Regions from separate parts of the Mus musculus genome. Here all the other regions are linked to region 1. The links are chromatin contacts, called in public promoter capture Hi-C maps. All regions are on one chromosome and are shown on one strand. The core of a region is the stretch at or near the end of the contact, and the rest is flanking DNA. Distances in the headings are between cores, read along the strand shown.

The links. Promoter capture Hi-C pulls out the DNA fragments that hold promoters and counts their contacts.
Region 2: a promoter capture Hi-C map of pre-B cells shows a contact between it and region 1, with 5 times the contacts expected there. The contact joins the promoter of Fbxl16 here to the promoter of 1810013A23Rik in region 1. A contact is called at or near these places in 2 of 39 promoter capture datasets (liver and pre-B cells).
Region 3: a promoter capture Hi-C map of liver shows a contact between it and region 1, with 4 times the contacts expected there. The contact joins the promoter of Rhbdl1 here to the promoter of 1810013A23Rik in region 1. A contact is called at or near these places in 1 of 39 promoter capture datasets (liver) and 1 of 9 other capture datasets (liver).
Region 4: a promoter capture Hi-C map of liver shows a contact between it and region 1, with 5 times the contacts expected there. The contact joins the promoter of Mettl26 here to the promoter of 1810013A23Rik in region 1. A contact is called at or near these places in 2 of 39 promoter capture datasets (liver and pre-B cells).
Region 5: a promoter capture Hi-C map of liver shows a contact between it and region 1, with 4 times the contacts expected there. The contact joins the promoter of Decr2 here to the promoter of 1810013A23Rik in region 1. A contact is called at or near these places in 3 of 39 promoter capture datasets (hippocampal neurons, liver and pre-B cells).
Region 6: a contact with region 1 is called in a promoter capture Hi-C map of liver, with 6 times the contacts expected there. The contact joins the promoter of Pgap6 here to the promoter of 1810013A23Rik in region 1. A contact is called at or near these places in 2 of 39 promoter capture datasets (liver and pre-B cells).
Region 7: a promoter capture Hi-C map of liver shows a contact between it and region 1, with 6 times the contacts expected there. The contact joins the promoter of Axin1 here to the promoter of 1810013A23Rik in region 1. A contact is called at or near these places in 2 of 39 promoter capture datasets (liver and pre-B cells).

What each region holds. Positions count from the first base shown.
Region 1 is chr17:28,270,097-28,273,906 of GRCm38.p6, forward strand. 1810013A23Rik (RIKEN cDNA 1810013A23 gene) reads left to right here and starts at 1,612. Exons shown (of 3, transcript NR_045427.1): 1 at 1,612-1,791; 2 at 2,105-2,148; 3 at 2,875-3,067. The region is part of intron 2 of Ppard (peroxisome proliferator activator receptor delta); the gene reads left to right.
Region 2 is chr17:25,807,273-25,811,082 of GRCm38.p6, forward strand. It overlaps Fbxl16 (F-box and leucine-rich repeat protein 16), which reads left to right and starts at 1,827. Exons shown (of 6, transcript NM_001164225.2): 1 at 1,827-2,114.
Region 3 is chr17:25,835,521-25,839,330 of GRCm38.p6, forward strand. It overlaps Rhbdl1 (rhomboid like 1), which reads right to left and starts at 1,607. Exons shown (of 8, transcript NM_144816.1): 1 at 1,468-1,607; 2 at 891-1,052; 3 at 449-673; 4 at 225-373; 5 at 1-62. The coding sequence starts at 1,506. It overlaps Rhot2 (ras homolog family member T2), which reads right to left. Exons shown (of 19, transcript NM_145999.3): 19 at 2,937-3,810.
Region 4 is chr17:25,873,567-25,877,376 of GRCm38.p6, forward strand. It overlaps Mettl26 (methyltransferase like 26), which reads left to right and starts at 1,934. Exons shown (of 6, transcript NM_026686.2): 1 at 1,934-2,160; 2 at 2,394-2,556; 3 at 2,654-2,713; 4 at 2,929-2,996; 5 at 3,095-3,173; 6 at 3,384-3,597. The coding sequence starts at 1,964. The coding sequence ends at 3,431. It overlaps n-TGccc7 (a tRNA gene), which reads left to right and starts at 1,522; the gene lies at 1,522-1,592.
Region 5 is chr17:26,088,392-26,092,201 of GRCm38.p6, forward strand. It overlaps Decr2 (2-4-dienoyl-Coenzyme A reductase 2, peroxisomal), which reads right to left and starts at 1,773. Exons shown (of 9, transcript NM_011933.2): 1 at 1,573-1,773; 2 at 538-606. The coding sequence starts at 1,652. Nme4 (NME/NM23 nucleoside diphosphate kinase 4) reads right to left here. Exons shown (of 5, transcript NM_019731.1): 5 at 3,354-3,761. The coding sequence ends at 3,638.
Region 6 is chr17:26,111,538-26,115,347 of GRCm38.p6, forward strand. Pgap6 (post-glycosylphosphatidylinositol attachment to proteins 6) reads left to right here and starts at 1,779. Exons shown (of 13, transcript NM_021793.2): 1 at 1,779-2,030. The coding sequence starts at 1,913.
Region 7 is chr17:26,136,890-26,140,699 of GRCm38.p6, forward strand. It overlaps Axin1 (axin 1), which reads left to right and starts at 1,797. Exons shown (of 11, transcript NM_009733.2): 1 at 1,797-2,152. Gm46600 (a long non-coding RNA gene) reads right to left here and starts at 1,863. Exons shown (of 3, transcript XR_001782196.2): 1 at 1,512-1,863; 2 at 384-452.

The DNA.
Region 1 (3,810 bases), core at 362-2,861:
TGCGTGAAAGCCAGAGGGGGTGTCAGATCTTCTTGGAACTGTAGTTAGAGACCGTGCAAGCGCTGGGGATGGAGCCTGAGGGTTAGTGCTCTTAACCACTGAGCCATCCGAGGTCTCCCCTCCGAAGTCCAACCTCAGAGTTAGGTTCACGTGTTATACCTGGGATCCAAGGCCACGGCCTGCGCCTTATCTGAGAGCTGGATGCCTCAGCGAGGTGCGGCTCACTGGCTCTGCCTGCCCCACTAGCCCTCCTGCTTGGCCTTTCCCACCTTGCCAGCGTTCATTCTTCTGCAGGCTCTGCTTCCTGTGTGGTCTCCTCACACAGCTGTTGGTGCCTGGGTCAGTGTGTTTACACATGCTCAGCACCCACGCCGGGCCAGGAAGTGACTCTACCTGAGGAGGACTCTGGCTGCTGTGCGTGCGTGCCTGCGGGAGCCTGCCCCTGGAGCCACATAAGAAAGGGCCTAAAGGACTGCAGGTTCCCAGCAGTCCCTGGCTGTCAGGATTTGGGAACAAGGAACAGAAATTTCCAGAAACCCTTCAATTTATAAATTATTCTGTGTCTTTCACACAGAATTTTAAAGGAATGTTTTCACTTTATGAATTTTAAAAGAAAAAAAACTGACTTTTCCTGCTTCCTTCATTTTTTGATGCCTGAGACAAAGGAGGGTCTCAGGCTCCAGATCTTCCCATATCTCTGTGCTGATAATGGCGTTTCAGGCACGGGGCCCCACACGCTCGTTTTAATTTAATTTTCTGATATGAAGTGTGAAGGCCTAAGTTCCATTTCCAGAGCCTGCACTAAAAGCTTGGCTGTGCACCTGCGAGCGCAGCACGGGGAGGTGGAGAGAGATGGGTCTCTGGGGCATACCGGCCAGCCTAGCCTGCTCACCAGCCTCCAGACCTGTGAGAAACCTTGTCTCAGAGGCGGGAGGTTGCTTTCCCTAGGAGGCCTGCCACCTGCAGGTTCAGGAAAGATCGTGGGTTCCCAGCCAGCCAGGACTATAGAATGGAAATCCCATTGTATAGAAGGCACCTAAAGGCCATGCCTTTAGTACCAGCAGAGGCCTGGAAGGACTGACCTCTGCGTGTGCGAGCCACTGGCGACCATCACTCCCATGTCATGAGTAATGGCAGTTAAGAAACGTTTTTTTTGTGAGCCGGGTGTGGTAGTGCACGCCTTTAATCCCAGCACTTGGGAGGCAGAGGCAGGCGGATTTCTGAGTTTGAGGCCAGCCTGGTCTACAAAGTGAGCTCCAGGACAGCCAGGACTACACAGAGAAACCCTGTCTCAAAAAACCAAAAAAAAAAAAAAAAAAAAAAAAAGAAAGAAGCGTTTTGTGATGAACCTTCAGAACCAGTATTCCTGGGTTTGGGACCACTCAACCCTGCTGCCTCTTCGCATGACTGTAACAGCACTTCCGGACCCGAGGCTGCGTGAGATTGAGCTCCCAGGCCAGGCCACTCTGCTCATGAGCCAAGCTTACTTGTGTTTGGGGACAGTCTTGCCTTGTCCCTGTGCCAGTCCTACCTCTGATGTGGTTGGCCAGCACTAAGGTCACTCCAGTACAGGGCTCCCAGGACACCACACCCTGTGTTTCCCAGCGCCCTGTGCACCTGGCAGTCTCAGGTAGAAAGCAGGCCCTCCGCTGGGCTAGCTGCAGGCCCCCTGCCTGCTCTCAGCCTCTTTTAGAGGGAAGGCTGTGTCCAAGGTATCCTGCAGGCACCCTTCCAACCCCCACCTACTCCCTCGGGGACGTGCAGGCTGTAAGGAGCAGACTGTGAGCCATGGTAAGGTCAGTGCCTAGGGTTCCCAAGCTGGCCTGTGAATCCCAGGTAGATAAGGAAGGCCCTGCCTCGATCTGGACTCCTGGGGAAGAGAGAAGCAGGAAGCTTCAGTGGGGAAAGGTGCGGAAGGCCTTGCCAAGCAGGTTATGGTGGGTGGGGAGCTACCACCTGCTGTAGCCCCAGGATTTGGGTGGAGACTGTGGTAGAGGCCTCCAGAAAAGAGGGCTGGGCAGCTGAGTGCCGAGTGGCCCGGGACTGGCTGAGTGGCCTCTGCTGCGGCGGCCCACAGCCAGCCCACAGACCTGTCTCTATCCAGTTTGCAGCATCCGCATCCTCAAGGAAGCCGCTCCTGAGCCCTGGGTGAGTAGAGAGGACTCTGTCCCTAGCACTCCTCGGTGTCCTCCAGAGCATTTATTGTTGAGAAGTCGGTGGCTAGGGCTGAATCAGTTTGTTGTCTTTCCTGTCTGGGCCACCTTGTCCTCTGCCTATTGCCACAGCACCAAGACAGTCAGCTCTCTGGGCGTTCCGAGTGCCTGTTCTGTGCTGTCCTCCCTCTTCGGCCTCCCGGGAAGCTCATGAGTTGGAGGCCAAGGCCGGAGAGTCCTGGCAAGGAACAGGTTGCTCTGTGCAGGCTGGGGAAAGTGCTGGGATGTCTTCCCCTGGCTCATGGCCACCTCAGAGCCTGCATTTCAGCACTCCTGAATGAACCAGTGTTTACAGGTTGTCCCTGTCACCAGTGTAACATCTGGTGCACAGAGGCATGTGTCCTCGGCATTCTGTGTCGAGCCGGTTCCTTGCTTGTGAGGTGAAGGAGCCCAGTGTGACCTGAGTGTGTGAGGTGTACTGTCCTGTTAATGTGGTGTGCAGGTGTCACCCCTGTAGCCTGCTTCCGGCGTTATTTCTCTGTCACATCCGCAGACCCCCTCCTGAGTGAGCGTGCAGGCTGCCAAGGGAATCTGGGGGATCCTAGCGGGTAGATCTGTGGAGGGCATGGTTGGGCTCCCATCTCTAGAGTGCTCTACTAGGGCAGGGAGAGCCCATCTGCTCCGCTGCCTCTCCACTCAACCGCTTTGTCCCTTTTCTCAGGGACCAGGAAAGCCTTGGGGACTTCCTGCTTTCCAGAGCTGAGTGAAGCAGCCCTTATCTGGAACTCGAAAGCCCCAGGAGGTGTGTGCTCAGAAGCAAACAGAGGCTGACCTGAGGCTTCCTTACGTCAGCACCCTCCTCAACTGCTCCTGGGAGCTTAGCCGATGCTTTTCTTTAAAGTTCTTACTTATGTACATTTGTTTGTTTGTTTGTTTGTTTGTTTGTTGTTATCTCTGTGTGTGCCTGTGCCCATGTATGATGGTCAGAGCACAGCTTGTAGGAAAGAGTCTGTTCTCTCCTTCTACCATGTGGGCTCACTTCAGGGCACCACCAGGCTTGATGGCAAGTGCCATGTGTCATGCCCTACCTACTGAGTCACCTCATAGGCAGAGCTTCAAGCTTCACTTCTTCACTCAGTACCAGCATGCCTGTGTGATGTCAGCATGCCTGTGTGATGTCAGCATGCCCGTGTGATGTCAGCAGGTCCATAATGCCAGAGATAGGAGGATCAGGAGTTCAGTGTTATCCTTGGTGAATTCAAAGCTGGACTGAGCTGCATGAGACTATATGAGTCAATCTCCTCTCTCTCCCTCTCTCCCTCTCTCCCTCGCTCCCTCTTTCCGAGACTGGCTCTCACCATGTAACTCTGGCTGGCCTGGAACTCTCTATACAGACCAGGCTAGCCTTGAATTCACAGAGATCCCCCTGCCACAGCCTCCCAAGTGCTAGGATTTCAGTTGTGCACCACTATGCCTAGCCAGCATGAGACTTTCAAGAAATCAAAGTTAAAATAGGGATGGAGCGATGGCTCAGAGCTTGAGGTCAGTTATTACTCCTGCAGAGGACCCAAGTTCGAGTCCCAGCACCCCACATCAGATAGCTTACAAACTCCCATTGCTCCAGCTCCTGGGAGCCTGATGCCTTCTTTTGGCATAC
Region 2 (3,810 bases), core at 577-3,076, 2.5 Mb before region 1:
AGGCAGTCCAGTATAAATGTCTCAAAAAAGAAAAGAAAAGAAAAATCAGGATAGCTCTTCAAGCTCTCACCCTTTTTTACTTTACTCTCTAGCCCTTCTTCCATCTCTCTCTTTTTCCCCCTCTCTTTATGTGGCCATGGCCGCTCTCTCTCCCTCTTTCTACCTCCTCTCTTTCTCCCTTCCTTTTAACGATAAAGCTCTAAAACCATTAAAAAAAAGAAAAGAAAAAAAGAAAAGACAAAACAGGGTAAAGAGTGGTAGAAGACAGACTGGCAAGATGGCTCAGTGGTTAAGAGCACTGACTGCTTAACCTGAGCAAAAGGTCCTGAGTTCAAATCCCAGCAATCACCTGGTGGCTCACAACCATCTGTAGTGGGATCTGACGCCCTCTTGTGGTGTGTCTGAAGATAGCCATGGTATACTCACATACATAAAATATATAATTTTTTTAAAGACTGGTAGAAGAGGATTCTAATATCAGTCTCTCTCTCCTCTCTCTCTCTCTCTCTCTCTCTCTCTCTCTCTCTCTCTCTCTCTCTCTCTCTCTTTCTCTCTCTCTCTCTCTCACACACACACACACACACATATACTCACTCACACACACTGCCTAAGAAATACCTGAGACTGCCCTCTAACTTCTATTTGCACCTTCACATATATGATCATACACCACACACACACACACACACACACACACACACACACACACACACACACACACACCAGCTAGGATACAGCTTACTTCCCTTTCTTATTGCCCCTAGGCCTCACATCATTCCCAGGAGACAGACCTCCCATCTCCACAGCAGTTGGTCTCATCTGAGGACATTCCACCCTGAAGCTCCTTCTCTTCCAAGACGCTACTCTGCTGTCCCAACATCTGCTGTTTCTGGTCTCAAGAGAGACCCAGATTGGGGTCCCTTTAGCCTGCTGAGAGGTCTGGCTCTCCAGCAGCCCTTAATGGGTCCTTTTACACAAACCACCCTCCCTGGTCCATACAGGCTGCCACCACCTGACCTCTACTTCATCTCAGAGCGAACCTGTGGAACTCCATAAGGCAGGTCGATTCTCGAACCATTCCTACCAAGTGCTATGGGGACAGAGAGGGCGTCTCAGATCATTTGTGACATTGTCAGAAGTAACCCCTCCCCACTATCACTCCACTGTCTTGTGTTTTCATTGACGCTTGCTTTAGTCACTTGCTTGCAAGTGTGTGACTATGTCACCCAGAACAGGGATTCTTCTGCCTGACTCGCAACAGGATCGGAAGGGATATGAATCCTAGGGGCCATAAGGAGGGTGTGTGTGTGTGTGTGTGGAGGTGCGACGATGTCGATGTCTCCACTCGGCTTCTCTTTCCTCGCCCTCACAGGTGGCAATCCAAGCAAGGGCACATAGGGCCAGTTGCATCTGCGCAGGATCCGGAACCCCACTGCCAACCGCTCGCGCCAAGGACCGCAATTCTCCTCAGCTGGCAAGATTCTGGGTCGCCACCACTTTGTGCAGATGGGACACTCGAAGCTGCTCTTCGGCCGCGCGGCCTACGGGGTTTGTTATTGTGCGAACACCGGCCGCTGAGCGGGTGCTGCCGCCTGGCGCGTGCCCGTCGGTACCGCACCGGGAGCGCGCGGAGAGGAGCGGGGCGGGGTTGGGGATTCTCGACACCTCAGCCTGGCTCTAGAACCCGGATTGGTCCGGACGCCGGGAGCGCGCGAGGGCGCGGCTCTTAGGGCCGGGCGGGGGGCACGCGCGGCGCCGGCGGCGGCCGCGGAGGAGCGCGGGGAGGAGCGCGGAGGAGGAGCGCAGGGAGGAGGGGAAGGGGAGGGAGGAGGCGCCCGCCGGGTTCCCTGCAAAGCGGCCTTATTTATCTGGGCACAGCCTCAGCCTCCCCGGTGGGAGGCTCAGGGCGGCAGATCCTCTCCCACCGGGGAGCTCCGCTCGGAACTCTGCGGAGAGGGCCCTGGCGCGGGGCGCCGGGCGCGGGGCGCAGTCGGGCCCTGCTAGCCAGTCCAGCACCTCGGCCGCCTCCGCGCTAGGCGGCTCGGGTGCTGAGCTCCCCATGACGCGAGGTCGCCCGGCGGACAGCGTGGCATGAGCCAGAAGCCCTGGCCGAGGTAAGGTGTGTGTGCGCGCGCGGCCAGGCTGCGGGGAGGGGAGGGTCCAGGTCGAGCCACTGCCTCCGCGAAGGCTACAATGAGGAGGGGGCGGGGTGGGGACTTGGGACTGCGCCGCGGCCGCCGCCGCCTGAGCAGGGCTTACGTAATCGCAGCCCCTTCCCCACCTCACCCTTCGGCCGCTGAGCCAGCGGTTCCGCAGCCCCTAACCCTAGTGGCCGGCCTGATTGCGCCCCGCTCGCTACCGGCAGCGCGGTCAGGCTGTATCTCCGTACCACGGAATTGCTGAGAGGAAGCACGGTGGCTGCGAGGACGCGGAACTGCAGGCCGTCAGCCCCCACTCCTTCTGGCTTGGCTCTGGGCTCTCCCCACTCCAGCCCTATGAGCCTCCGGCGGACTGGAGGACGTGACAGGTGTTGATACAATTAAAAGGGAGGAGCCATGTGGATATGTGGCCTAGGGGTCCTGGACGCCTTCTGGACATGAGCTGGTATAGAGCTGCCGCCCACAGCTCTATACCAGGGAGTGGGCTGGCATGTCTTTGGTTCTAGAAAAAGAAAATGGGCCTTGGCCAAGATTGGAAGGCTTCAAAATGGGGAATGGGCATCCTGAGATTGCTGAGCAGGGCTTCCATGTCCTTCTAGGATGTTAGTCAGTGGGGGATCCTCCCCACCCGTCATCCCAGGAGAGAAGGCTGCACTGTTGAGGCCTGGATCTGGCCTAGCAGCCCTCCTGCTAGCCCCTCCCAGCCCGAGCCAGCAGCTGACCTCCCAGGAGCAGATGGCAGATGCCACTTCACCTGCTCCCTCCTGGAGGCCCGACTTCCACTGCCATCTTGTCCCAGGGCCCACTGACCAGGGTCTTCTCAGGCCTCCCTGCTGCCCCTTCGGGACACGGGACCCTCTGTTCCAGCCCAACACTTTGATGAAGTGCTGGACAGCAGCCTCATCGCAGCAGGGGGGAGGGGCGGGGGGGGGGCCGGTGTTGGGACAGGAGCCTGGATGATTAGGGGCTGCCTAGATCAGGTCAGAGGCATGGTGGAGCCTCGATTTCCTGCCTAGACGTGGCCTGAGGGCCGGGCTGGGAGCCATTGGGAGAAGAGAGGGAAAGTCAAGGTTGAAAACGTGGGTGATGTTGAGATAGCCCAAGATTCAGCAGCCTCATTTCCTGCCACCCTCACTATTTGCCTCCCCAGTCACCCATACTGTAAGTCCAGGACACGTATGCACTCACCTGTTCTCCCAAATACACCTGAACAGGTCCCGTCTCGCACTGATGAAGTTAAAACAAGTGCATCTAGGTAGCCCTGAGAGATTGGGCTCTCTATTTCAGAGGCACTAGAAGGGGCTTCTGGTGGGCATCACTCAACCTTCCTGACCATAAGCCTTCACCTCTGAGAGTCACTGATGAACCTTCCGGGACTGGCACTGGGGGGGGGGGGAAGGCAGCAAAGCAAGGTCAGGAGGTCAGTGAGCAGCCCTGAACTGTCCCCATTAGTGGTCAGATGGCCAAACTGGCTGCAGAGAGTGCAGGTGGGCCTCACTTGGCAGGTGTCTAAAGGAGCCTTGGGTTTTGAAGGTCTCATATTCTACAGAACAGCGGGAGGGGGGGCGTGATAAGATGAAGCCTGTCGTGACTATTTGCCCTTAGTTTGGTCACAGAGCATTAGTTTGATCTTCTGGAGCATTGACCTAGG
Region 3 (3,810 bases), core at 357-2,856, 2.4 Mb before region 1:
CCATCTCCAGGGGCACACCGATCATCAGCTGCAGGAGGGCATTGAACCCTAGCTGCTCCAGCCTGGCCACAGAAGAGCATGGCAGAGGTGGTCAGATGGGTACCCTGCCTACTCCAGACCACCTCAGGCAGTGTAACTTAGCTGGGAGATAAGCCTTCAGAGTCAGTGGGCAGGTGCTGGGGGTAGGAGTGGAGAAGAGGCTCTGGAAGGCAAGGCTCACTTACCCGACATGCATGAACATGTAGGTGAGGAAGCGCCATGCCCGAGCACGGTGTCCTGGGTGATACACCAGAGGGCTCTTCATATATTCAGGGTGGTAGGTCTGGAGCACCCACTTGTTGAGACGTGCCCCGTAGCACAGGAACACGATGATCTGGGGACACTAGTGTTAGGGCTGGTCAAGACTAGGGACTCAGGAGGCCCCAGGGCAATGTGTAGGCAGGCCCACCTGGGCAAGAGTGACCGAGGCCATGAACACAGGGGGTGGGCAGGTGCGGTGCCTGTAGAAGTACCAGCGGCGGTCCACCTCGCAGGGCAGGATCTCGTAGGCCACATAGCGCACAAACCGCTTGTAGACACTCAGGCCTGGCTCATCTAGCAGTCCGTCTCGGGGCAGTGCCCGCTGTCCGTTAGCAATGGCTCTCTTGAAGCTGCTGGAACGCTTGCTGCTGATCTGAAGGGCAGGAACCTTAGTGTAGGTGACAGTATTGTTCCTGTGGAACCCTACCTTACTTGGCTGTGTGGCTGCTAATGGTCTGAGGGTCTTCCACACTGCCCAGGTCTGTAAGCCCTACCCAGTAAAAAGCTGTGTGCCCACCCAGCTTTGGTCAGGGTGCTGCGCTTGACCAGGCCTGGGCCCTCCCCTGCTGCCCACACACCATGGCACTGACCAGGTCCACCAGCTCCTGGTAGCAGACCTGGCCCCGCTCGTTGCTCTGAGCCAGAGCCACCAACATGTCCAACTTGGTGGGGTCCAGGGGCAGCTCATGGCTGTGTACCAGACCAGCGAAGGTGTCCGCACCGATGAAGCCTGTGTTCTCAGGATCCAGCTGCTGTGGTGGGGGAGTAGAGGGTGGGCCAACTCCCAGCCACAGGGCTGAGCTAGGCTGGCTAGGAAGGCTGGACCTTTGTGCCAGTCAGTGCCTGTTTGCTAGAACCAGCTTGTTCCCAGGCCCTGGCAGGGCAAGGTGCCTGGTTTGGCTGTTCTACCACCTCATATTCGCTCTACCAGTCCTAGAAAGGGGAAGGACCTAGGTCCAAGGACCACCACCCTCCATCCCCAGCTTTCCGTGGAAACCCGATGAAGCCAGACCTTTCTTGGGGTCGGGAGTCTCAGAGACCAAGGTCGTGCAGGGAGGGGGGTTTGGGAGGCGGCTGCCTGGGCCTTCTGCGAGCATGGTCCCTCCCCCGAACCCCTCACCGGCTGGAAGGGCGCCAAGGCAGTGCCAGCTCCCACCCACCACGCACCTGCTCCTGAATGAGCTGCAGCAGCGAGCTCCTGTCCATAGAGCCGGGCCGAGGGCCGGGGTCGGCCGAGGCCGGGAGGGGCTGCTCTGCGGACCGCTCCGCTCCGCCCCGGCCGGCCCGCTCCGCCTGCTCTGCTCTGCGCTCCCCGAGCTCAGACAGCGTCACCGAGATGCCAGCCCAGCGCGCACACAGCCAGAGTACGCGCATATCCTGCACGCGCACGCGCGGCCCCAACTCGACGCACTGCCTGGGTAGATCGTCCCCCACCGAACAGCTCGACCCAGAACCACTGCCTGCGTCCAGCTCTTGCACCACGTGCGGCAGAAGCTTCTCCCAGTAGGCCATAGCTGGCAGCCTGCAGCACCCAATACCCTCTTAGGCAGCCTGTTTTATTACCTTCCCTAGGATACTTTCTTTCTACTAAAAATAGGTCTGTGACCCATCCCCAGAATGTCAAGGTCCAGTTGCTCCCATCATACTTTCTCCTGAGCTGGAGCTGCTTTCAGTAGACACACTTGTCCTTATTTGCACTGTTCCAGCAACGAAGCCCCAGGTTCCCTATTCATGGCCAAGGCTGGAAGCTCTAACCAAACATCCCTGAATTGGATTTGAGATAGCAGGGCCTCCAGTGCAAAAACACCAGTCAAGAAGGCACAGGGGATAGCCAGGAAGAGCCACAAATAGCCACGTGAAGGTAGAACTGACTGCAGCTTGGATAAGGGAGGGGGTGTGCTCCTGAGGACAGTGAAGGTGACAGACCAATAGGATGTGTAACCATGGCAACCCCCCCAAGTATCATTCAAAACAATCTGCTACTGCAAAGATGGGATGGCAGTTATTCTTGCCCGATGGGCCTCTACAGGGAATACAGCTGCCTACAATAAGCAGCCTGCCTAGATGCTCAGTGGGACGGCAGGCCAGTAGGTTGGGACTGGAGCAGGAGGCAAAGGCCTCATTTTTCAGGGATCCCTGTTCTGTGGACATTCTGGGGCAGAGAGAACCCACCTGACCCAACCCAAGTGACTCGTTGAGTGTATGGATTCCTGTTTGGGTGTCTTTGGTGGTAGGAGGTCATGTCACAGGATCAACTCCGAGTCCATCATTCACTCAGCTTCTGGCCAGGTTGAGATCTATGGCTGGCCCTTGCTTGTAACAGCCAGGCTACACATAAAGCCCAGGTTCTCAGCAGAGCCAGGCAGGCTGCCTGGGCTGTGTGGAGTGTGGGGCAATGAAGAACCAACAGCAGAAGCAATGTTCCCAGAGAAGCAGCAGGAGCCCTCTCACACACACCCCCACCCCCATGACACTGATGGATGCTGGCATTACTAGACAGCAGACCCCTTAACTGGACCTTCCGTAGCCATTAATCAGCATGACTAGTGAGACCACAGAATGGGAACCAGGACACAGGGGAGACGTCTCAGAAGGGTCAGGTGGCATTTCCAACTCACACAAAAACAGCAGTCACATTGCGATTGAAAAGCCATTTTTTATGGGGCTGGAGAGAGGACTTGGTGGTTCAGAGCACTTGCTGCCTCTGCAGAGGACCTGGGTTTGTTTCCAACACCCACGGGATGGCTCACAATCATTAGTTAACTCCAGTTCCAGGGAACTCTGACATACTCATTTGGCTTCTGTCGGTACCAGGCACACACACGGGGCACTTACATATATGGGCAGGCAAAACACTCAAACTCATAAAAATAAGCATATTTTTGAAAGAAAGAAAGAAAGAAAGAAAGAAAGAAAGAAAGAAAGAAAGAAGAAAGGAAGAAGGAAGAAAGGAAGGAAGGAAGGGAGGGAGAGAAAGAGAGAAAGTAAGTTGCATTGAGAGATCAAAATCCAAGAGATGGAAAAGACAAGTGAAATTTAATCAGGAAAGTCAGTTCCGCTTGCTCTGCAGCTGGCGCAGTGTGGATAAGGCTCCACACCTGACAAAAAGGTGGGACCTCTGTGACTATCGGGTCCCTCCCTGATTTGACCACTACCTCTTGCCCTCTACATGTCCACTGGCCATGCACAACCAGGAAGGGGGGGGAACACACCCTGAGAACTTCGGGTCCTGGTCACTGGATTCCTTACCCACAGCCCAGCCCCTTACACACAATCCTCCCTCCCTCCAAGGCTAAGGCCTCACACCTGGCACCAGTACTCTCAGGCTCAGCAGGACAGGCCTGGAATAGGGCAACAGACTTTTGGAAGCCAAGATCTAAATACCAAGTTCCTGAGCAGGAACCCACATCAGTCCCAGGGACCCTGTAGCCAGCCACACAGATATTACTCCAACAGGCCGAAAGCCCATACTTCTTTGCCGTGTGGGCCCACATAAGGCACCACAGTGTG
Region 4 (3,810 bases), core at 684-3,183, 2.4 Mb before region 1:
TTTTTTGTTTGTTTATTTTTCAGACAGGGTTTCTCTGTGTGCTGAGACTAAATGTGTATATGCTACGCGATGCTTTAGGAACTAGTTTTGGCCGGCGTGGTGGCGCATGCCTTTAATCCCAGCACTCAGGAGGCAGAGGCAGGCAGATTTCTGAGTTCGAGGCCAGCCTGGTCTACAAAGTGAGCTCCAGGACAGGCAGGGCTATACAGAGAAACCCTGTCTCGAAAAACCAAAAAAAAAAAAAAAAAAAAGAATTAATTTTGATTCTTTGTTTTGTTTTGTTTGTTTTGTTTTCCAGACAGTTTCTCTCACTGTGGACTAGCCTCTGACTCTCCAGTACCACCACCAACAGGCCCCAGTTGAAATTTAAGTAGCTCCCTGGCTGTCCCAGGCCCTCTTCCAGGGGCTCTCCTTGAGACAGGGCATGTTTAGAACAGTGTTGCACTTTGATGGAGAGAAAGAATCATCCACGACCTCTCCTGAACTTGGACATATGGAAGATGCTCACACCCCCAGCTCCTCTGCCCAAAATCCCACGAATAATCTATGGGAAAAGCAAGCCAGGTATGCAGAGGCTGAGGCTGTAAAAGGGAGAGTCTGACTCAGGTCCAGTCAAGGTCACTACCAATGTCAGACATCCATAACCATCTGTCAGGGGCTGCTCAGAGTGGGTGAGGGGTTGGACTTCAGGACTTTCCCCGAGTCTGGACTGATAACTTTTCAGAGGCATTTCTAGAGTGGCCACCCTATATCTCATCCTTGGGCCATGTCACTCACATAGTTTAACAGTTTGACTACACTCACACCCCTGGTCACTCCGGCTGAATAGACACCTCAAACACAGCCCCAAGCAGGAGCCATGTTTAACCCTGAGCTCCATGATGTAGTATGGGGCAGAGTAGCCCACGCAACCTTTGAACTAACTGTTGGCAATCAAGCGTGAACGTCTCGGACATTTTCTAAAATCCAGCCCCTGTGAGAAATGAACCACTTCAAACCACACAAAGGTGAGAATCAGAGAAGTACCCTTGTCCGTGCACTTGTCGCTTCGAATTTCATTTCAATAGTCACTGACCGCCTCCTGCTATCTATCCGTGGACCTCGAGCTAATGCCAGCCGTCTCAGCGTCACACAAAGCTCATCTGAGCCCAAAGTGTCCCAGACCCGAGGATTCCTGCATCTGGGTTCCCCAAGCTCCATTCTGTTACCGCCCATGCCCACAAGGCTTGGCTTGTTGAACCTCAGGACCTGAGCGCGACCTCAGGCTTCCAAGAGATCGCGACCGCTATGGTTTCCATGGCGCAGAACCAAATCCTGTCTATAAATCTCACGGTACCCACATTTTCTCCTTTCCCTTGGACGACAGCAACAACACTTTGGGATCTGGTGGGATATGTTGTTCTGCAAACGCTTGCCAATAGAGAAACGGAGCGCAACAGAAAAGACACAGGCATAATGCTGTTACATTAACATGCTTGCGTCACAATTCGTATGCCCTACGGACTGCAGTCTCGCTCAACAGCGCCGCTGGTGTAGTGGTATCATGCAAGATTCCCATTCTTGCGACCCGGGTTCGATTCCCGGGCGGCGCATGTTCTTTTTATTTTCCCGTTCATCTCTGAAAAGGAAGGATGCCTTGCAATCTTAAACACCATTCCAAAAAAGGTGAGGCGCAAACGCAACAAATGAGCTTTTAAACAAATACAGCTGAAAGACTCCAGGAAACCATAGCCTCTACTCGAGCCTTGTTCCTTGTCCGAAGTCACCGCTAAATCCCGGCCGCCGGAATCAGTTTCCCGCAGATGCAAACCCTTTTAGGAGTTGAGAGGCCTCCTAACAGTTATACTGTTGCAAGCGGCTGGCCCTTTCGACCACAACTCCCGTAGTGCCCCGCGCAGGAGCTGGACCACAGCTCCCGTGGTGCCCCGCGCGCATTCTGGCTGGGGCTGGCCGCACCGCTGCGATGATGATGGCTGCGGCTGCTGAGAGAAACAAGGAGCCCATCCTGTCCGTACTCCGCCAGTATGTGGATCCTGCCCAGCGCTGTGTTCGCGTGCTCGAGGTGGCCTCGGGCTCTGGACAGCACGCGGCACACTTTGCACAGGCCTTCCCGAATGCCGAGTGGCAGCCGTCGGACGTGGACCAACGCTGCCTGGACAGGTGCGGCGGCGCGGTGTCTTTCCCTTGCGGCCGCTTGGGGCTGAGTGAACGGCGGGGCTGGCAGACCGGAAATCAGGACAGGCCTAGGTTTGGGTGCCAGACTGAGGTAGTAGAAGCAATGGGCTGTAGGGTCGACAAAGATACCCGCTTGCTGCTCCTCAGGACTTTCCCCCCACACCCCGATCACTGAGGGGCCTCGTCAGCCCTTGCCCATGCGCTGCTGCTCTCCACAGCATTGCCGCCACCACCCGAGCCCAAGGGTTGTCCAATGTGAAGGCTCCGCTGTACCTGGACGTGACCTGGGAGTGGGAGCAATGGGGCGGCATCCCACCCCGATCGCTGGACCTGTTGCTCTGCATCAATATGATCCACATCAGCCCCCTGAACTGCACAGAGGTGGGGACCACTGTGGAGCCCAGCTTTCACGTTGCAAAGAGGAAAGCATGAGTCTCCAGCTCCCGGCTTACTGTGCCCTACTTGCCTTCCTCTGCAGGGGCTCTTTAGAGCAGCAGGACACCTGCTCAAAACCAAGGCTGTGCTGATCACCTACGGGGTGAGTGACCCTACCTTAAGACACCCCTATCAGCCTTGGGTGTTTCCCCACTCTTGAAGCCCAGGGCCCGGGACCTAGCTAGCCCTTTTCCTTCTTGAGTGCAGAAAAAAGTTATTCTTTCTATACTCCTATGGAAAGAACTCCATCCTATCCTGCAAACTAGCTGTGTGGGAACGACTGACTTTGGGCCTATGTATTGTGTCTTGTTCTCACAGCCCTATGCCGTCAATGGGAAGATCTCTCCCCAGAGCAACGTGGACTTTGACCTGACCCTCAGATGCAGGTCAGATCTGGCTAGGAGGTAGCTTGGCTCAGAGAGAGGGTAGGCGGGATCATAACCTCAACTCTGCAAATGCCTTCTACCTTCCTCCCCAACTGCAGGAACCCAGAGTGGGGGCTTCGTGACACAGTCCTTCTGGAGGAACTAGGCCAGGCCAGTGGCTTGGTCCTGGAGAGGATGGTAGGCAGGGCGATGTGGGGGTGGGGAGCCTCCCTGTGATTAAGAGTCACTCCAGCCTGGCATGGTGGCGCACGCCTGTAATCCCAGCACTTGGGAGGCAGAGTGAGTTCCAGGACAGCCAAGGCTACACAGAGAAACCCTGTCTCGAAAAAACCAAAAACAACAACAACAAAAAAAAAACCAAGTCACTCCAGCAAAGCGTTTTTCCAGGTGGACATGCCAGCCAACAACAAGTGCCTGATTTTTCGGAAAGAATAGCATCTCTGTCAAAAGTTGTCACGGTACAAGCTAGACCTCAGCCCCTCCCTCAGTCCTTGGGATAAATTAGCCCCTCCTGGTCTGGTGGCCACAGGGCTGTAGAGAACCTGTTCTGAAGGGGCCTTAAAATAAATCCTTTCCAGCCCACTGTGGGCTATCTATACCACATTGCTTGCTGGGAATACCTGGGAGAGGGCGAAAGGGGACCGGTCTGGGAGATGATTAGGGCTTGGGGTGGGTGTAGCTGAAGCAGGACTGAGCTGACTTTCTCCTATGTCCCTGGAGACAAGCTTGTATGTCTGTCTGAGGGCTCCCAAGAGTGAGTTGGTGCTACTTGGTGACCTCAACTAGGAACTGGAAGCTCCATCTACTGGAAGGA
Region 5 (3,810 bases), core at 523-3,022, 2.2 Mb before region 1:
CCATTTTGAGAGGGGGAGCCACCCGGTGACAACAGTGTCTATGACCTGCTCCACAGGTTTTCATAGAAGCTACACCAGCTTATTTAATCTTCCCGACTCTGAATAGACAGGGCTTTGTTCTACTAGAAGAAACTTCATAAAGCCACCAGCTCTGAATAATAATCTACTACTTGGAGCCTCAGTCGATTCTTGTGGGACTCACGTCCAGTTGTGAAAAGCTGAGTGCTGGGGAAGACTGGAGAAGGGTTCTTCTACCTCCACCTCCACAATTCTGAGCCTCCACCAGCTTTGGTATCGAGCTGCTAATCCTCTCAATGAGGTCACAAAACCTGTGTCCAAGGGACACTCTTCTCCCACATCAGCAGCACCCCGTCAACGTACGAGGCTGTGAGGCTAGTCACACACAGTCTCAACTAATTCTAGGAGACCACAAAGGTCCTGACCTCTCCCCAAGACAGCATTCAACCACTCCCCCAAATCCACCAAGATCCAGACAAAGGGACGTAAGGTGGCAGGAAGGGTTCCGGTAGTGTGTACCTCATGAAAATCTCTGCGATCCGGAAGCCAATCCCAGAACCACCACCTGTGATAAAGGCCACTTTGTCCCTTCAAAAACAAGAAAATGTAGTCATTTTTAAATATTTATTTGTTTTACCAGTATGAGTGTTTTGCCTGTGTGCCTACAGAGAGTTGAGTCCTCGTGTGGATGCTGGGAACCAATGCTGGGTCTCCTGCAAGAACAGTAAGTGCTCTGAACTTATTCAGCCATCTCTCTAGTCCCTAAACTCTTCTTTGAAAACCATGTTTTAGCTTGATGGGGGATGCATGCCTGTAATTCCAGCCTGTGAGAAGTGGAGACAGGGGGACCAAGAATTAAAAGCCAGCCTGGTCTACAGAGAGAGTTCTAGGACAGCCAGGGCTTCACAGAGAAACCTCATCTCGAAGAGCTTTAGATAGATAGATCTCTGTTAACTCAAGCTCAAATAGATAAGCGGCCCGTGGAGAACTTTCACTCCATGAACTTCTACCCAGTTTCGCTATGAAGGAAAACATGCTCCTGCTAAACAGGTACTCAATGAATTTGCAAGACATAAATCCCCAGCCATAAAACTGCAATCTTTAAAGTCGGTTATTTTTAGGCTCCCTAGAAGTTCGGAGGTGAAGGAGTTTATTTAGCCTAAAATTTTCTGCGTAGTAAGTTACCAAGAGAGACTTGTTTTCAAAAGTGAGCAAGCGCCGGGCGTGGTGTCGCACGCCTTTAATTCCAGCACTCGGGAGGCAGAGGCAGGCGGATTTCTGAGTTCGAGGCTAGCCTGGTCTACAAAGTGACTTCCAGGACAGCCAAGGCTATACAGAGAAACCCTGTCTCTAAAACAAAACAAAACAAAGTGAGCAGCTTCCACCCTCAGTCCCTCATCCCATTCTTCCAGAACCCCAAGAAACTTCAGGTCTACGATTGCCCAGGAACGGAGTACTGAGCATCTGTCCTCTGTGATGTCACATCCAGTGGCAGATTCGTTAAACCCTGTGCCCCAAGTCTGGATCGCCCCCTGGTTCCCTGCTTTAGCTCACTGGAGAAGATCCGGGCAGAAGAGATGGTGGTATTCAGGAAGACAGTCATCCCCCTCAACGTCGGGCGGCGGCTGGGCCATGATTGCTGCGTGTCCGGGATGGCAAGGACAGTGGAACCAGGAACCAGATCTACCTTTCCAACGCAAAACGCAGCGTTCTGCAGGTTGCTCGCTCCGCCCAGAAAGATCCAGGACCAAAGTTCTGCCCCCACATCAAGCCGCCCATCAGACGGGGGTGGGACAGGGGCGCCCCACCCCAAAAAGGTGCCTGGGCCCTTCAAGCCTTCCTATCACAGACCCTCCCGCAACTCCCAGCCTCCAGCCCTTCCCACTCGACCAGGCGGACACCCCGCCCTCGGTGGCGCGCAGCCTGCTGGGACTGAGAATGGGAGGAGGCACTGATACAGAGGCCCAGAGACGCTCCAGCCAGTTAAATGCCCGGTTCCTTTCCCAGTTGGTGTCTGTGCAGCCACTTAGTCCATATACCCAAGCTGGCCGGGCTGCGTGCTATCAGCTGTGGAAGTCGGAACTCCAGATGAACACCGCTCTTGGACACTACCTCCCAGTGCAGAGAATCTGGAGCTTGCAAACCCAATAGCTCCCTCTCGTGGCTAACCCGGGTGGAAAGTCCAGAGTGAACCTCTTGCTGGCTGGCAAGAATCACTGCACTGAAACTCAGAGAACCAAGAACTGGGTTCCATTGTCTAGATGTCAAAGAGTGAAATGACTTATCAAATTAGCCACAGAAGCTGTCATGATGTACCTGCAACTGAATCAGTGACTCTGGGATCCGGGGTGAGATGTGACTTACATGTGTCAATGTGAACATAAATGGACATCAGGCCGTGGTGGTCATCATGGACAGCATCAGGTCGGGAGTGGAGGATACTCTTTTGTGCCTGGGTTGCATTGAGGGAGAGATGAGAGTAGCCCTTGGAGTGTTAGGCTCTGCTGTTCCAACTTCAGGAGACCTGATACACAATACCCACAAAGACTGGTGTGTACTCCTACTGAAGGCTCGCTCACTGGGCCTTGAAGAAGCCTCAGGTCCGGTCTATTCTTTACTGCCATCCTCAGACAAATCAGATGGGCAGGAGCTATACCAGCGCCCGCAAAAGAACCCCAATTGGATTCTCAATTTCATGGGCCCTGGATTCTTGCTTGGTTCTTGCATTTACCCAAAGTCGAGGGATCCTTCCTTTCTTTACTCAAAGCTCTAAGCTTCAGGCCTAATGTTTTATACCATGCATAAAAACACTCATTAAAGTGCTTGAGTAAAGCAATTTCCTCCACATTTGTCATGACTATGGGACATCATGGTGCATCATTGCTCTGGTGACCTATAGCTTGGCCCTGTAGTCGTGCCAATGAAATAAGTAGAATACGGTGGTAGCTGGGACTAGGGGAGTAGTAATCCAGGATCGGCATTATACACTGGCCTTAACTCCTCACCTAGGACTTTCTACTCCCCTGTAGGAGGTAGGTAAACTGAAAGCAGGATCCCATCAGGCTTGCTGTCACTGCCCATGCTGGGGGCAGGGGGACCTTTCAGTGACTCGGCTGTCCTGAGGTCACCCATGTTTCTGTGGCCAATCTCTCATCCACGGTCCCATAAGCCAGTCCAACGAACTCATGGGTTCACCAACTGGAAATGGTTGGAATTGTTACTCTAGTCTGTTATTGGTGCCCTAGAGGGGGTGAACAAGCATTTGTTCATATCTCCCAGGAAAGGTCACACAGTGCTGAGATAGCAGAACTAGTAAGTAGACCATTTCCATTTTAAGCATAAAATTTTAATGTCTCTCCTTTGAGGCAGGTGAAGTCACCTTTGACAATGCCCCAAAGGTTGTCTGGCACTTTTGTACACAAGGACATGGTCCAATATTGTATTGACTTAGGATACAAAAAGGCACATAGAGTTGAGGCTTAGACTCCCCTGGGCTGGAGTTGGGTAGAGCGGGAGTAGGGAGTGGTTTGGGGACATGGGAAGCATGGGGGCTTGACTTCTTGTTGACAGAGGTAGTAGGTCATGGGTAGACCTGAAGTGCAGAAGGCAGTGCAAGCCCTCAGGCAGGGTAGCAGCTGCTGTGGTGACCACCATCTGCCCAGTTCAACAGTTCGCTGCTCTGAAACCACAGCTCGATCTCCCTCTGGGCCCCATCCACAGAATCGCTAGCATGGATGACGTTCCTGTGAGAGGTGGAAAAGGTGGAGTCTGTGGTTGAGTCCAGTTTAAGTC
Region 6 (3,810 bases), core at 529-3,028, 2.2 Mb before region 1:
ACCAGAGGAGCTTATCTGATCCCCTAGCTGGAGTTACAGGTGGTTATGAGCCACTTAACATGGATTCTGGGAACTGAACTTTCGTCCTCTAGAAGAGGAGCAAGGGCTTTTAACCTGTGGCTATCACTCTCTCCAACACAAGATGTGAATTTCTCTCACTCAATTAAAACATCCCCCCCCCCCCACTTTCCTAACACAGTACATCATTCCCAAACAAAGCACAATATTTTCCTTTTTTTTCTTGAGGAGAAAGGGGAGGTGTTGAGAAAGGAGTTCTTGTGTAGCCCTGGCTGTCCTGGAACTCCCTTTGTACCCGAGGCCGGCCTTGAATTTAGATATCCACTTGCCTTGCCGGTGGGTGGGGCCTTTCTTCCTTCCTTGTGCTGAGATACAGGTGTGCTCTGCCCCACCAGCCCTTTCTCATGTGACCACAGTCACTTTCAGTAGGGGTGACCACTTTATATATGCATCTACCATTAGAACAGTGGGTGGATGCAGCCCCACACTTCAGTGAACCCTGGCAGGATAACAAAGGAAATAGTTTTCCTACAGGCTGGGGCTATTTTTGGAGAGTTCGGAGGCTCCTTGGGGACATTCCTTAATTTGGGCCCCATCTCCCCAAAGAGCTTTTTGATCTTTGTTTGGCAAAAGGATAAATATGCTCCAACTTTTTAACATTCTCTAACACAGGAGGTGGTCCTGTTGTTCTAATTTGCATAATGTTTTAGGAATCCTGTAGCATGTAGCACTTTGACTTTTTTCCCCCAGCTTTTCAAAACAGGGTTTCTCTGAGTACCTGGAACTCAGAGGTTGGTCTGTCTCTGCCTCCCAAGTGCTGGGATTAAAGGTGTGCACCATGACCACCCTGGTCCCTTATCACTTTCCTGAAAAGGCAGGTAATACTGATGTGGGGAGCACTTTACTAGTATCTGTAGGTCAGGCTGGCCTCACTCTTGGTGATTTTCTTGTTCTAGCCTTGCCAGCACTGGGACTTCAGCTGAGATCCACTGTACTCAGCTTTTCATGATAGGCTGCAACCTGACCTGGTGTTATTTATAATTTTTTTTTCTCAAGACAGGGTTTCTCTGTGTAATAGCTTTGGCTGTCCTGGACTTTATTTGTAAACTACCCTGGCCTTGAACTCAGAGGTCTGCCTGCCTTTGCCTCCCCAGTGCTGGAATTAAAGGCACGGGCCACAAATGTTTGGCTTATTTTTGTACGCATGTTTTTAGTGCATTGTTTTACTTTTGTTGTTGCATCGAACCCCTCTGAAAAAAGCCTCAACTTCTCTTTTTGGGCTTTCAGTTTGCAACCACATCTTTAACATGTTTGGAATATATCCCTTTGGTACCCAGAGTAGTTCATCTGACACTGACATGAAACTCGGTTACTCAAAGTGCACCTTCCCGTTTCCATTTGGTCTCTTATACTTTTGCGGCAGTTTATGGTTATGGTGTGAGGGGTCCTGAGAGCAGCTGGAGGTTCGGTTCTTCCAGGCAAGGTCAGAGTGCACCTTCGGGCGTATATGTCACGTATACGTGACATCTGTCGTCTGGTACCCCAAAGCGTTCGACAGGACCCTTCATCCTTTGCCGCCCACCCCCTCAAGCTGAGTGATCCCCAGTGAATCCGTGTCCCCTTCCAATGAGACCTTTTCGGCCCCCTGCTGTTCGCCTCCACTCTGGCCAAGGTGACGCGGTCCAGCATCCTCAGGAACCTAGACCGCAGGCCGGCTCCCTGCGGGGCGGGGCCTCGGAGGCGGAAGTGCCCGGGGCGCTGGCGGCAGGTCTATCGGAGCCATGGGAGCTCCGGGCAGAGGCAGTGGCGGCGGCCGCAGAGGCGGCGGGGGCTGCCCAGGCGGGGGCGAGCGGCGCGGGACGCGGGAGGGGTAGCTCGGGCTGAGCGCCGAGCCATGGGCCGGGTTGGGGCCGGGGGCACAGCGCGGGAGGCAGCGACCGGGTCACTGCTGCTGCTGCTGCTGCTCCTGGCTCGGCCTCCGCCTGCCGCCGCCAGCAACAGCAAGGAGAGCGGTGAGCCCGCGGGCCTACAGCGCCATCCGCGGCGCGGGCCGGGGGCGGGCGGGAGGCGGGGATTGTGACTCACGGGGGGCACCTGTGCGTTCACCTGGCGCGGCGTTGAAACGAGGTTCTCATCTTGGGTTGCGCCCCCTGCGGGGCATCCGGGCCAGAAAAACCCCCATGCCCGCTTTTCCGTTCCGGGCCCGCCGAGTTCGCTCACTTGGAGCGGATTCTACCGGTCCGTCTCTCCTGTGCTTTAGAGACGCGACTGTGGCACCCAAGAGCTGGGAGGTAGAGGAACCTATCTCCGAAGAATAGCTGAACCGTGGTGACGCAAGGGACAGTATCTGGTAGAAGGGTTGAGCTAGAGAAAGTTGGGCAGACCCTGGACTAGGGGGGGTCTAACCAGCATTATGTTCCTAATCCAATCCCAGGAAGGTCACTCTTGATTGCTGATTTTGCTTCTCACCGACTGTGCTGCCAGCTGGCCCTAGAGAAGCTGGCTGACCAGAATGGATGTAAAGAAAGGGTACTCCCTTATAGGGGAGCTTCCTAACTGCTTTTTGTTATTTCTGCTCCGCAAGTGGGAACGCACTGGACTACAGTTTAAGGAGGCAGTTAGATCTTTGACCCTCTGTGTTCTGCCTACCCGCAGACATTTAGAAATAGGAAAGATGAGTACTTTCCCTTCTCTTGCCCGGCGGGAAACTCCCCGGGAGACCTTTGTGCTACCTGGTGTTCCTTGGACCTTTCCGGATGTTGACTGTACCTCCCATTTCCACCCCCTCCTCCCTTGGAGCTCTTGTTTCTTTCTTTTTTATTTATTTATTTATTTACTTATTTATTTATTTTTATTATATGTAATTACACTGTAGCTGTCTTCAGACACTCCGGAAGAGGGAGTCAGATCTCATTACGGATGGTTGTGAGCCACCATGTGGTTGCTGGGATTTGAACTTCGGACCTTCGGAAGAGCAGTCGGGTGCTCTTACCCACTGAGCCATCTCACCAGCCCCTTGTTTCTTTTTTTAAAGATTTATTTATTTATTATATGTAAGTACACTGTAGCTGTCTTCAGACACTCCAGAAGGGGGAGTCAAATCTCACTAGGGATGGTTGTGAGCCACCATGTGGTTACTGGGATTTGCACTCAGGACATTTGGAAGAGCAGTCAGTGATCTTAACCGCTGAGCCATCTCTCCAGCCCGGAGCTCTTGTTTCTTTGAGGGTTGTTGTTTTTGGTTTCCGAGGAGTTGGTATAGTTTGAAATGAAAGGCAGTGTTCCCTAAAGACCTTCTGATAGATTGCTCCATACCACATCCTATTTGTTCCTCCTTCTCCAGCCCTGGGATTAAGCCCAAGTGAGAGTTGATGGCTGGGTGGGGGACAAGTGGCTCTGTGGCCCTGGCTGCTTTGACGTGTGGGTAGTATCTCTGACAGTTGCTGGGGTTTGGAAGGTGTGGGGCAGAGTACCTTTGCTTAAATTCTCAGGGAAAGTTCAGGACTTTCTTTTCCCACTCTCTACTCAACCTTATGCCAATGGGGGTGGTGTGTGGGGCAGGCAGGGCTCACCCTACCATGCCAGTTGTCTAGGTCATATGTGTTCAACAAAGTAAGTGTGTGTCTCATCAAGGAAGTCTGGAGAGGTTATTTAGACATGAGAGTTTGGTACTTGGGTCTCATCTAGGTATCTAAACATCACAGATGTCAGCTCTATTCCAAGTGTCCCTCCCTTCACAAAGGCTTTGTGGGGTCCAAGGGCTTTTCCCTTAGCAGGTTAAGGGTGCTGCTG
Region 7 (3,810 bases), core at 547-3,046, 2.1 Mb before region 1:
TCTACATTGAGGAAAAGAATTTCTGCTCATGAGTTTGGGTTTTTAAAACTCTTGATTCCTGGCAAGAAACATGAGCAAATGCCATGAAAATTTAGTTAAAGCTGCTAATGGCAATTCTGGGAGGAGCAAAGGCATTTCAAGGCTCTCAAGTGCTGTCCTTTACCCTCTCATTGCAGAAACTCCCTCAAGGTCTTCATAATTTAATCCTTTTACCCCTATTTATAATTTCTCCCCCACCACACCCCCCCCCCCCAGCACTCCTTAGCAGGCCGTTGCATTTCCTCCAGGCTTCCTGATTCCCTTCCTGTCCCTGCAGGGCAGGGGTCCCGAGGAGCTGGAGGCCCGAGGGCCCTACTCTGGTCCCAGGGCTTGGGGATACCTACCACCGTGGGCCAGCAGGAGGATGGACGTGGACTTGATCCCGAGAGCCTGGCCTGGCCGCAGCAGCAGCTCTACAGAATCAAGGCAAGCATTGGGGTCCGGGTTTGGGAGTGGGGAGGATGCCCAAGGCCAAGGCTATCTACTGCTCACTCAGTGGTCGTGATTGTTTCTTCTAATGGTATGAGGCTGAATGGTCTGGGTCAGGGGCTGCTAGAGAGTCTCCAGTGCCCAGAGGCCGGAGGACCTGAGGCTGCATTAGATGGACAGAAGTGAACATGAAACTTGTCCTGGCATTTGAGGGGGGGGGCACTATCTATACCCCAGCCCCAGACCTGAGGCTCAGTGATGAGTCTAGGAGGGGAATTTGTCAGGCTTGGTCACCCTAGTAGCTATAGTTCAAGTGGTTCCTTCTCTATACATAGCAATCCTGGTCCTCGGTACTGTGCTAAGTCCTCTTAAGGGACAGGTGGCAGGGTTAGGATCACCCCAGTCAGCTGTGGGTTTAGAGTCTGAAGCCAGTACTACTGCTTTTGCCTGTGAGCCATGAAGAAGGGACAAGGCAATGAGGGAGAACAATGTCCAGAACAAAACATGGCAGTGGCACTGGCAGCAGCAGTATAAAAGCATGTAGATGGCAAGTGCAGATGCAGCCAGTATAGGGTGGTATGGGTACCAGGAGTCCTCTGGCCAAGGTGAGGTCTGGGTGGGTGCGTACTAAGCCTAGGTCACAACTTTTTGTCTGCAAAATGGACTACCTGAGAGGTGTCAGGGGCTGATTTGACTGGTAGATGACATTCTTAAGTGCAGTAATTACTTGTGTTCACATATTTCTCCTTGGGATGTGGCTGACCGAGGGTTGAGACCTGCCAAGTAGAGAGTTGTGCATCTATGTTCCTGTGGTGGGGCAAAATGGAGTTGACTCTTTGCGCTTGCAGACTTAGCAAGAGATGCCTTGCAGACATTATAAGTGTTATGTGTGTATTTGTGTGGAGGGCGACCAGCTACCCAGAAACTCTACTCTCTCAATAGCATCTGCGATCAGATATGAGTGGTCTGCCTTCAGTGTACTGGCCTAGGGTTCAGTGATGGCTGTGGTTGTTGAGCGCGCTCAGGGCTGTTTCCCATGGCACCTTTCGGGACGAGCAGTAGTCGTTGCCCCATTGGGCATCCTCCGCGGCTACGTTTCTTTTCAGCGGCACTCCTAGTTCACGCCCCGCCTTCACCACCGCAAGACAGTGCTTGGCTCCTGAGTACGCCGCAGTCCCGCCTTTCGCTCAAGACTCTGCCCCTTACTCTTCTTGTCCTCGGACTCCCACCCGCCCCGTGTTAGAAGCTCCGCCCCACACCGTGGTTCTGCCTCTACAACGAGACCCAGCCTCCGCAGCAGTCCCGCCCCACACCACGGCCCCGCCCCCGCACTTCCGGGCGGCGCCGGCGGGGGCGCTCAGGCCTGGGCTTCAGGGCTCTGGGCTCAGGCTCCCGGCTCAGGGAAGCGCTTGCGGCCGCCGCCGCAGGAGCCTGCTGGGGTCGGGCTGGAGCCTGGTTCCAGAGAGGGCTGGTGAGAGTGAGCAGCCGGTTTTGGCGGCGCTCTGCGGCCTGCCTTGCGCCGCCTCCGGGCCACGGGTCGCCGAGCCGCCGCCGCCGCCGCGATGGGGGCCCCCCAGGGCCGCGCCCCCGCCGTGGCCCGCCCGCTGAGCCGCCGCTGAGCGCATGGGCCTCGCCGGGCCGGGAGCCAGGCCCCGGGCCGCGCCTCCACAGCCGCCGCGCGCTGGTGAGTAGTGGGAGCCGACGGGCGCGCTCCTGTGGCGCGGAGGCCTGCTGCCCGGGGCTGCGGGAGTAGGCCGCGCTAGGCCGGCGTACGCGGACCCGGAAGAGAGGGGCGCGCGGGTTGCGGGCGGGAGGCGTGCCGGAGCGCGGCCCCTGATGTGCGAGGTTGTGCCCGGCGTAGGGAGACCTGAGATCCAAGGGGACGTTGAGCGGAAGAGGTGGCAGGCTCCGCAGTATGAGTAGAGGCGTGGGGACTGCATGGTATGCTAGGTATATATGAGGAGAAGGGCTTGGGGGTGGGGGGGGCGATGTGCCAGGGACAGGACGATAGTAGGGCATGGGGAAAGCAAGGCCTGTTTGAACAGGACCAGGGACTAAGGAAAAGCAAGGATTCTAAGAATGATGTACAGGTGGGTGTGTGTCTGCCGAGTGTGGTGTACTGTTGATGGGTCTGGGACACATTTAGGATATGGGTGAGTGGGTGCTGAGAAGCTGCTGGTGCTAGACTGTGTGTGTGTCTTCCTTTGCGCTATCCCCTAGTCCCTATGAAAAAGTAAAGTAGGGACGAGTAAGAACAATCCAAGGAGGGCACTCTCTGGTGTGGTTTGGCTTGCCAGATAACCACTTGTCCTGGTGTTCATTGCCTTACTTAATAATGCTCCCCCCAAACAAAACAAATTCACCCAAAACCAAAGCCCAGAGCGAGCATTTTTAGTTGGGCATAAGGATTTTTTTCGGCTCATCTGAAGATAACTTGTAAAGAGTTCGCAATAACTGTGTACTCCTCCCCTTTACTCCAATGCGTTCCTTTACTCACAGTCCGTTTTGGAGAACATGGAGTCTGACTTTACCTGAGAGAGGCAGTACTAGCTGGTTTCAGTTTTAGAGCCCACTTCAGGGCCGAGAAAATATAGGGAGCACAGAGATTTTGTTTGATTTTTCAGCAGTATTGACTTGTCCTACATCTTTCAGAGAAACACCGTTACGACTTTATGTGATGGGGGACTGCACTAGATATGAAATGAGAGTCCTGACCTTTCAAGAATTTAATCAATGGCTCGTTAGTATGATAGTCATATTATTACTTCCACGTTCCACCTAAATCATAAGCTTGGAAGCTATACTTGAGTATAAGCAATATATACAAATACACCCAGGGCTGTGTGTTTTGACAGTGTCAAAGGGAATTTTATATATGATATCAGGTTTATATATTACCTTTATAGAGTCACTTTATAAGTCTTGGTTGCAGATTTGAGGCTGGATTTGGTGCAATGGGCTTTAGATTCTTACTGAATTATCATAGCTGCTTTATGTGTGGTATTTCTGTGTGCCTTAAGTGTTAGATGTTCTCTGTGGGAGCCCAGGGGTTATTGGAAATTGGGCTGTTTCAGTGTTAGTAATTTTGGGGAATGTTTCGTGTTCAGGTACAGGTAGCCAGGAGTGCAGGCCCCTTTTTCCTGTGATGATATCCTAGATAAGAGCATAGTAGACACGATGGGCTGGTGTGATGTTTTAGATATCCAATGTGCTTACCACATGCAGACAGAACTACCAGAAAGTGACTGAGGTTAAAGAGAGGTATAGGAGGTCAGTGAGCAGCAAACCACAGTCATAGGGCCTGTGAACTTAAGAAACAGGCTGGTCCTGCTGAGGCTGAGA